Linked DNA regions of Mus musculus: regions 1 and 3 are each linked to region 2. The links are chromatin contacts, called in public Hi-C and promoter capture Hi-C maps. All regions are on one chromosome and are shown on one strand. Each heading gives the region's core, a stretch centred on a gene start, on an enhancer-like site or on the middle of the called end of the contact. The rest is flanking DNA. Distances are from core to core; before and after follow the strand shown.

Evidence for each region. Promoter capture Hi-C pulls out the DNA fragments that hold promoters and counts their contacts. Hi-C and Micro-C count contacts between places; a contact is called where the count stands out from the background.
Region 1: a contact with region 2 is called in a promoter capture Hi-C map of liver, with 1.9 times the contacts expected there. The contact joins the promoter of Acadl here to the promoter of Atic in region 2. A contact is called at or near these places in 2 of 39 promoter capture datasets (liver and pre-B cells).
Region 3: a contact with region 2 is called in a Hi-C map of CD8 T cells, with 6 times the contacts expected there. The contact joins the promoter of Rpe here to the promoter of Atic in region 2.

The regions. Positions count from the first base shown.
Region 1 is chr1:66,861,837-66,864,624 of GRCm38.p6, forward strand. Acadl (acyl-Coenzyme A dehydrogenase, long-chain) reads right to left here and starts at 1,473. Exons shown (of 11, transcript NM_007381.4): 1 at 1,337-1,473. The coding sequence starts at 1,413.
Region 2 is chr1:71,555,867-71,558,674 of GRCm38.p6, forward strand. Atic (5-aminoimidazole-4-carboxamide ribonucleotide formyltransferase/IMP cyclohydrolase) reads left to right here and starts at 1,290. Exons shown (of 16, transcript NM_026195.3): 1 at 1,290-1,408; 2 at 1,631-1,757. The coding sequence starts at 1,390.
Region 3 is chr1:66,699,455-66,702,244 of GRCm38.p6, forward strand. It overlaps Rpe (ribulose-5-phosphate-3-epimerase), which reads left to right and starts at 1,377. Exons shown (of 6, transcript NM_025683.3): 1 at 1,377-1,574. The coding sequence starts at 1,453.

The sequences.
Region 1 (2,788 bases), core at 223-2,722, 4.7 Mb before region 2:
ATTCATCATGATCCCCTGGCCTCTGCCTCCAGTGTGTGTGGAGGGGGAATTACAGGCCTGGGCCACCGCTTTAAAGCCTCATTTACATAAAAAAAAGTCAGACTAAATGAAATGACCCATTGGCACACTCAGGCCCTGGCAGCTGGATGTAAACGTTCTTGGGCTCAGCCTAGGCCTCGCTCCATAAATGCTGACTCAGACTGCCTTTCAACTGGATCGTTGGCCATTATACTCATAACCCTTTAAGAAACCCGTGACGATAAAACTATAGCTCCTGGCTCACTGACCATTCTCCAATAATCCTCTGTAAGGCAGAGCTTCTTCCCACACTTGAATCAAAATAAGATCATTTGGGGGGTTCTCTAATTAAAAAAATACAGAAATATTATTAACATAAAAAGAAATAAGAAAAGCTAGAACAATAGGAACACACCCTTTCGCAGCATCCAGCAATGAGTCAGCTGGCCTGTCCTTTGCCACCGATGCAGGTGTCTCTGTTCATCTTCAGGGTGCTCTAATTTTAAGAGCGTCAGAACATCACTTCCTCCGGAGAATAGAAAAGCATTCCTATCTTAAAGTCCTCGGAACTTTCCCAAGTCTCCTCCGGATGGATAAGCTTTACCACAGCACTGTATTGTACTTCGCAACAATGTGCTAATTAGCTCATTTAAATGTCCTGCCACCATAATTAACAAAGCTTTACACTTCCAGTCTGCTTTATCCAAGGAATGGATTTTTAGACAGGTAAAACTTGATCTCAGTATAAACACCCCCAAAAGTCTCTAAAGCTCTTGGGAGCTGCCCATTAATCCCTCTACATTTAATTAGTTTAAGGATTTAGTAATAAGTGTACAACTAATTTATCAGATGGGGCCTACGCCTGGACGCCTGAGTCGGGATGATTGAAGTTGCTCTGGTCTTCCGGTCCCCGCCTCCGCACACCAAGTCCCAAGTTCACTGTCAGGTGGCAGTCCCCAGTCTCCGTTCCAACTGGGCTAAAGGTCGCACTACTCGGTGGCAGAGCGCCCAGGGGGTGATCGCTCCCGCTAAAGCTGGGACAACACTTTCAAAGTCAGTTCACGGGACACTGTAGGACGTGGGGCGGGGCCCAGGCCTGGAGCGAGCATTAGGGGTTGCCTTGCCTTTTGGGGCGCGGCGGACCGTGGTGGGGACACCCCGAGTTCTCCACGCCACAGCGGGCAGCCCCGGGTTCCGGAGAGAAGGCCCGGTCCCTTCCTCCGGCCGCGTCGCCCCGGCTTGACCGTAGCGCGTCACACCCCATCCCCAGAGCTCCGCCGCCCCGGCTGCCGGTACCCCAGGCTGTACCCGCACTCACCGGGCGGAGGGCAGCGGGCGTGGCGCCGAGCGGGCGCTCAGGACGCGCAGGGAGCGGAGGAGCAGGCGCGCAGCCATGGCGGGATGGACGGCGGCGGACGGGACTGGCGGGCTCCGCGGCGGGGGCAGGCGGACAGAGGGGCGGCCGGACGGCGGGACGGTGGGGCGGGCCTCGGGGACAGCCAACTGCGGGCCGCAGGGCGGTGCCGCCAGCTCGGGCGGGGTCTGCGCCAGGCTCTGCGCGACGCCCCGTGCGCCCTCCCCTCCCGGCTGCAGGGCTGAGCGAGGGTTCCCTGGAGAGTCGTCCCACCCCCGCACTGAAAGGTGCATGGAGTTAATTTTCTAACTTCGGAAAGCTCTCTGAATGTCGATAAATGTATGAGTACTCACTGTAAAGGATTGTGCTGATTTGGTTTGGGTTTTTTGTTTGTTTTGGTTTTGTTTTTTTCCTTGCAAACGTTTGTAGCTACTCTTTGAAAATAAATAAGTAAGTATATTTGATAACGGAATAACAATTGGTTCAATTCTCCAATAGTACTTGAACTCGCATATGGTTGTTTCCTTTTTTTGTTGTTGTTTTGGTTCAATTCAAGGACATGTATTATTTGGGTTTATGGATTTGATGATTTGTAATGGGAAATGCCTGACAGGTTTTGAACTCTAAAGAATGTGTACATTACATCGATTTCTAAGGAGGCAAGGGGGCCTTTCTAATAACAACAGTTACGGAATCTGAAATAGTGAAAGTGAAAGACATTTTGTGTTAGCAATCAACTACTGACAGCCCACTGAGTAGGACATACAGAAATGTTTCAAAGAAAAGCTTTAGGGTTTCACGGCACCAACAATCTGGAAAACATAGTCTTTTTTTATTTAAAAAAATAATTTTAGATTACATTTCATTCATGTGTGTCGTCTGTCTGTCGTGCACTCATGTGGAGTCCAGAAGTTCCTATCAGATGTCTTCATCAATTGCCCTCCAGGTTTCTCACTGAACCTGGAGTTTATAGATTTGGCTAGCCGGTTTGGTAGTGATCTACCTGTCTTTCTGCTTCCCTAGGGCTATGTTTACAAATGCTCAGAAGAGTCGTTTATTTTCTAGGAGTAACTTGATCTGGTTGGGGGTGGGGCTGTTTGTTTTGTCTTTTTTTTTTTTTCCCCGGGTTTCCTAGTGGCAGAATTAATGCAAATGGTGTGTGTCCTTGCTCTGTTGCATTCTTGCTAAGGCTAACTGGAGGCACGTTTGTTTAAGATCCTGTTCATCTGGTTTATCATGAAGTTATTGTTTCCTTTTATAAAATAAAAACAAACAAGTAGTGTGTGTGTGTGTGTGTGTGTGTGTGTGTGTGTGTGTGTGTGTACACTTATTCCTGGGGATCGGACTCAGGCCTTACACATACATATAAGAAACAAGCTTGTAAGTGTAGGATCAGCTGTATTCTAATGATATGAA
Region 2 (2,808 bases), core at 40-2,539:
CTGTCACCTTTTGTTGTTTGTTTAACATTTTTGAGACAAGGTCTTGCTGTTTCTTTGGCAGGTATGGGACTTAAAGTGTGGACCAAACTAGCTCCAAACTTGCAATGATCTTTCTGAACCTTGTTCACCTCTGTACATTGAAAGTTGTGAACACATCCTGAAGACACTCTCATGATCCTAATATATCTTCCTTAGAAACATGAGAGGTGTTCAGAGCAAGGAGTTAACACGTTCTGAGGTCAGAAAAATGAGATAGATATTTGATCAATAGATATTTGGAGAAGGAAAAAGAGATTGGACTATTAGAGAGGAAAGACAAGAAGCAGACTAGCATCCAAATAATAGGAAAATGGACTTTGCACAGATTGGGAGACTAGACTGGAAATAAAAAGCTAAGCTTTCTATAGAATTGTACAATTTTAGGCTCCTTTATAGAATTTTTAAGTTCTTTTTTGGAATTGTATTAAAGAACATTACAAAAGAAAACATAATCAAAAAATTAATTCTAAACATTAATGTTAAAAATAGGGCTGTTAGCCGGGCAGTGGTGGCACATGCCTTTAATCCCAGCACTTGGGAGGCAGAGGCAGGCTGATTTCTGAGTTCGAAGCCAGCCTGGTTACAGAGTGAGTTCCAGGACAGCCAGGAATACATAGAGAAACCCTGTCTCGGAAAAAAAAAAAAAATAGGGCTGTGTATACAGCAAGATATGTTTATTTTGTGCCAAAGGTGTCACTTTTATTAAAAAGAAGCAGATGAGCTCAATTTTGCTATTCCTATTTTTAATAACTTAAGTCTTGAAACCTTTACTCCTGCCACCTGGGCTTGAAGGAAAAGAGCATTTTACACATGGTGATCTTGATGTAAATTCCAGGCCATTTTATAATGTGGTATGAAAAACTTCAAATGACGGTCATTTTACTTCTTTGGGGCTCTCAACTGTGGAGGCAATGACTTCATGCGTAGGTCTCCCAGACCTGTAAAAGGGAGACCATAGCAGAAGGCTTCTCTAATCCTTTCTGACATCGTCAGACAGGGTCTGTTTAGTCCTCTCGCTAGTTTCCCCCAATCAGTGCTCCAGCCGCCGCGGCCCCACCTCCCGGGACCTCAGCAGCAGCACCCCAGATGCGCGCGAACCGCGAGTCCCCACGCCCAGATCTGGGTTCGGAAAGAGGAAGCCCGCGGCTACAGATCCCAGGCTCCGGAGTTAGCAGCCGCCCCGCCCAGCGGCGCCTTCCACCCTAGGCTGCAGCTCACTGGAGGAGGGGCGGGACCTCGGGGTCACGTGGGGTCGACACGCCCTGCCCACTGCTTCCTGAACCGCGGGGTCCGGCCTGCCTGCCTACGCACGTGGCCTGTCCGTCCCTTGACTCCGCGACCCAACGCAGCATGGCTCCGTCTCAGCTTGGTGAGGCCCTCGCGATGCATCATAGGGGTCCTGCCTGCACCATCCCCGCCACCCACTCATGCCGCTGGCCGAGCTGGGGAGGCCCCGGGCCCGGCCTGCAGGCTGGGTGTCCCCAGTGCTGGGCCCTGGGCCTGCAGTTGCATGAGTCCCCTTCCCAGGAGTCCTCCCCGGGAGATCTCGGTGCCAGAAGCCGCGAGTAATGAGAACTGCCTTCTCTTTCAGCCCTGTTCAGTGTGTCTGACAAAACTGGCCTCGTGGAATTTGCCAGAAGTCTCGCGTCTCTTGGTTTGAGTCTGGTCGCTTCCGGAGGCACGGCAAAAGCGATCAGGGATGCTGGCCTGGCAGTCAGGTAAGGCAGTAGGTAGCGTTAAAGGGAGAAAAACGTTGTGACCATATTCACCAGAAAGCCATGCAAAAAACTGACAAAACACAGGGAGAAGTTAGGTTAGAACTAGGGAGCCTTGAGTTTTAGAGTCCTAGCACCCAGCCACTGTTTGCAAACAAATTAACTTCGGAGGGCCATGTGTTATGCAGAATAAACACGAATGTTCAGGTTCCATGGCCTGGCTTTGACTGGTTGCACAGTTAGACTGTAACATCTTTGAAGATCTGTATCTCCCTCTTCATAGCCTCACCCATCAGAAAGTACCAGTGGCTCGATCACACTCATCTCCTGACTAACAGTGGGAAGGGTTTGACAAGAGATGTCAGGAGATGACCCTGAAGGTCTGGAAGGTAGAAAAGGAAAAAGACCTTAGTTCCCTGGCTGTTTTCATTGCCATTATAACTCTTGGTTTGTGGAGAATCCCTATAGAGGTAAATTATTCACCTCTTCATAACTCTTGTTTGTGTAAGCAGTACATAACCCCTGTACATTTGACAGCTTCAGACAGCAAGAATGCCTTTACTTAGTAAATGTCTTCAGTGGATTCTCTTGTGACTTATGGGAGTCCGGAGCATCAGGGACAGCAGACAAGTAGGCTCCTGTGAGGTGCAGTTGAGTTACTGTGGAGCTGGTATGGGTAGGCCATTGTTGCTGTGGCATTTACGATGAAGTACGAGGAGTTCTTGCATTGTCTATCGCCTAGTTTAAATGTTTCTCAGATGGTCATTCATATTTCCACGCCACTGCCCAGTATTTGCTTGCCCCGTTACGCCTTCTCGTATTCTTTTGGTGGTATGGAAGACTGACCCCAATGTCCAGTCCACTCCTGAGCTGTATCCCTAGTTCATTTTTTATGCTTTGCTTCAGAAACTTTTAAAACTTAGAGCCAGGGTCTCTGTAGGTTGCCCAGGCTGGCCTTGAACTTGTGATCCTCCTGCCTCTTCCTCCTTGAGTGAGTTGGAGTATGGATATCTTTTAGAAATTAGAACTATGTCCTGTTAAAGAGTAAGTGTTT
Region 3 (2,790 bases), core at 127-2,626, 4.9 Mb before region 2:
TATCCCCAAGTCAGAATATTAAAGACTATTGTCTTCTAACTGTGTCCCCTGCAGAAACCATGGCATCTAAATTACCAGCATGCTTTTAATAAAACTATGAGAGCCCTATCCTTGTTCTTTAGGAATTGCTCTTGTTCTATCCACGTGTATCTTCATGTACCTTTTCATTTTTTCCTGGCCCAGACTCTGGATACGTTTGACATTACGCCACTTATCCATTTCAAGAATTATGGCTGGATAGCAACTCTATCAGACTGGCTATGAAAGACCCACAACGTGAGGACTCCCCCACGTTCTGACTCAGGAGAGGCGACACCCCAAATCACACAAGAAACGGTCTTACTGCAAACTTATTCAAGAGGGCTCTCGGGCCCACGGTCATACACCACGCAGGGGTAGAGGTCTGTGGCACACCGATTAGCTGGGTAAGGAGGTATTTAAAGGAAGAAACCACAACTCAAGGAAGTGGGGAGGGCTTTGTTGGAAAATACCAAAGATACCAGTTAAGAGTCCCAAGGAAGTGCAAAGTCACAAGAGTCACAAGGAATACCTGGTAATTGTTCCAGTTATCTCTCAAGACAGTTTCTAAGAGCCCCTAACAATAGCACATTTGCATAGCAATGGTCAGGGTGACTTTCTTTGAATGAACACTCTTTGAACCCAGGAAGCGGGTGGGTGGAGGAATGTCGCTATCTGTTTTATGATTAGCATCATTAAGTCACAGAGGTCACATTCCCATGCCTGGGCCTAAAGGCCTAGAATTTTGTTTTTACGTTATACTTTCAGCTACTGCAAAAATTCCTACACTGAGTACTCAGCAGTCACCAGTTATCAGCAGCTTGACTAAGGAACATCTCAGAAGAGAGGACTGTAAGAGACAGAGGGTGGGGGAAGTTCAACGGAATGCTGCAATTAATGATTGCATAAGCAACTGTGGCTCCCTGCACAAAACCTACAGACACGTGAGGTGAAGTTATTTAAGTAGGAGAGGAGTTAATTGGGAAGAAGGGGTCAGGAGGAGTGGCTGGGGTAAGAAAGGGTAATGGGGTTGAATATGATCACAATATATGCTATACGTGTATGAAACAGAGAAAAAAATAAAAACAAATTTCCTACATTGTAGGTGGTAGTCTAGCTGATCAACCCGTAGAACTTCTTACATTGTACTCAATAAACTATTTTCCCTTTCAAAAGGAAAAGAAGCCAGAAGATCCTTGGAAATCCAAGACAGAAGGCAGAAGCTCTGCACCTGGCTCCGCCCCTAGCCAGCCAGCTGACGCCCCCCCCCCAGGAGGAGGCGGGACTTCCTCGCCGCAGGGCAGCTGCTTCCGGCAGAGTCCGGAAGAGAGTGCGAGGTGGGAGGGGGCGGAGCCAGTGCGGCGCGCCCAATCGGGACGGAGTCTTGGCTGGCCCGGGCTCTCGTGGGCTCACTCGCTCTAGGGAACCGGCACCATGGCGTCGGGCTGCAAGATCGGCCCGTCCATCCTCAACAGCGACCTGGCCAACCTGGGGGCCGAGTGCCTGCGCATGCTGGACTCGGGGGCCGACTACCTGCACCTGGATGTAATGGACGGGTAACTCCGCGGGGCTCGGGGCGGGCTGGCCGCGCGGGTCGGCGTCGCTGCACCTCAGCGAGCGCCTGTTGGGTGCACGGCGCCCCTGTGCGACGACGGGCTGCCTGGCCAAGCGCGCTGCCGAGGGCACCGAGCCGGCCCTGGCTGACTTTGGGGCCCGGTCCTTTCCCCGCCACCCCGTAACCTGTGGTGATAGGACCCGGGAGCCACCTCCAGTGTTCAGGATCTTCCTCTGGTGAACTCGTAGAGAAACTGAGGCCCAACGGGACAGGCGCGACTTGCTCGATCGAACTCAGATAACTAACTAGTTCTCGACAAAGCCGGCAGACAGCCTCAGCTTGACACCTGGATGGGCTTCCGGAGTTCGACCACTTGCCGACTTGTCTTAGGCAAGCCGCTTCAGCCTTGATTGGGACTCGGGTTCAGTGTGAGGAAAATGGAAGGATTATTGATCATAGAACGCTTCCGCGTCTTGGGGAACTTGAAACGAGCAAGTCCAGTGCCTGGCGTGTAACAGATTCTCTGCAGTTGTTAGTTGTATCGAATAACCCATTCGAATTCTGATTTTCCTGTCTATTTTCTCTTCAGGCACCCTGCTCTTCAGGGAGGTCAGTTTTTTTGTAAGTAATTTTTAAGCACTGTAGTTATAATGCTCAGAATCAGGGTACAAGTTTCCTAAGTTGGTTCTAAAGTGAGGAAACAAACCTAGACCCAAAGGAGGCTGGAGGACTTGCTCAAGATTACAGAAGATTGTGACAGACTTGGAACTTGAATCTTCTTGGCTTTTTGACTAGCATTTCCCACCGAAAGTTTACATAAAATTATAAAAGACCTTGGGAGTGAGATAGAAAAATAAATTTATTTCAAATAAGCAAAATCTGTTTGCCCTCAGTCACATTGGCAAATATGTGTTATTTACATCAGTTTCGTTTCTTGTTGGAGGTTTTGCTGTTCTTTCTGGTTTTTTTGAGACAAGGTCTGTATAAATCTTAACTGGCCTCAAACTCAAAATCTTGCCTCAGCTTCCCAAATGCTGGGATTATGGGCACGGGTCCCCACACTCAGTTACACTAATTCTTTTTAACATCACTGCTGTTTTGTCCATAGCAGTTTTGTTTCTTTTGGCTCTCCGTGGTTAAATCTCATTTTTCTTAACACTTACTTGAAAGCCCTTGACCGGCTGGAATGTGTACCCCAGAGATGGTGTTGATTTCGA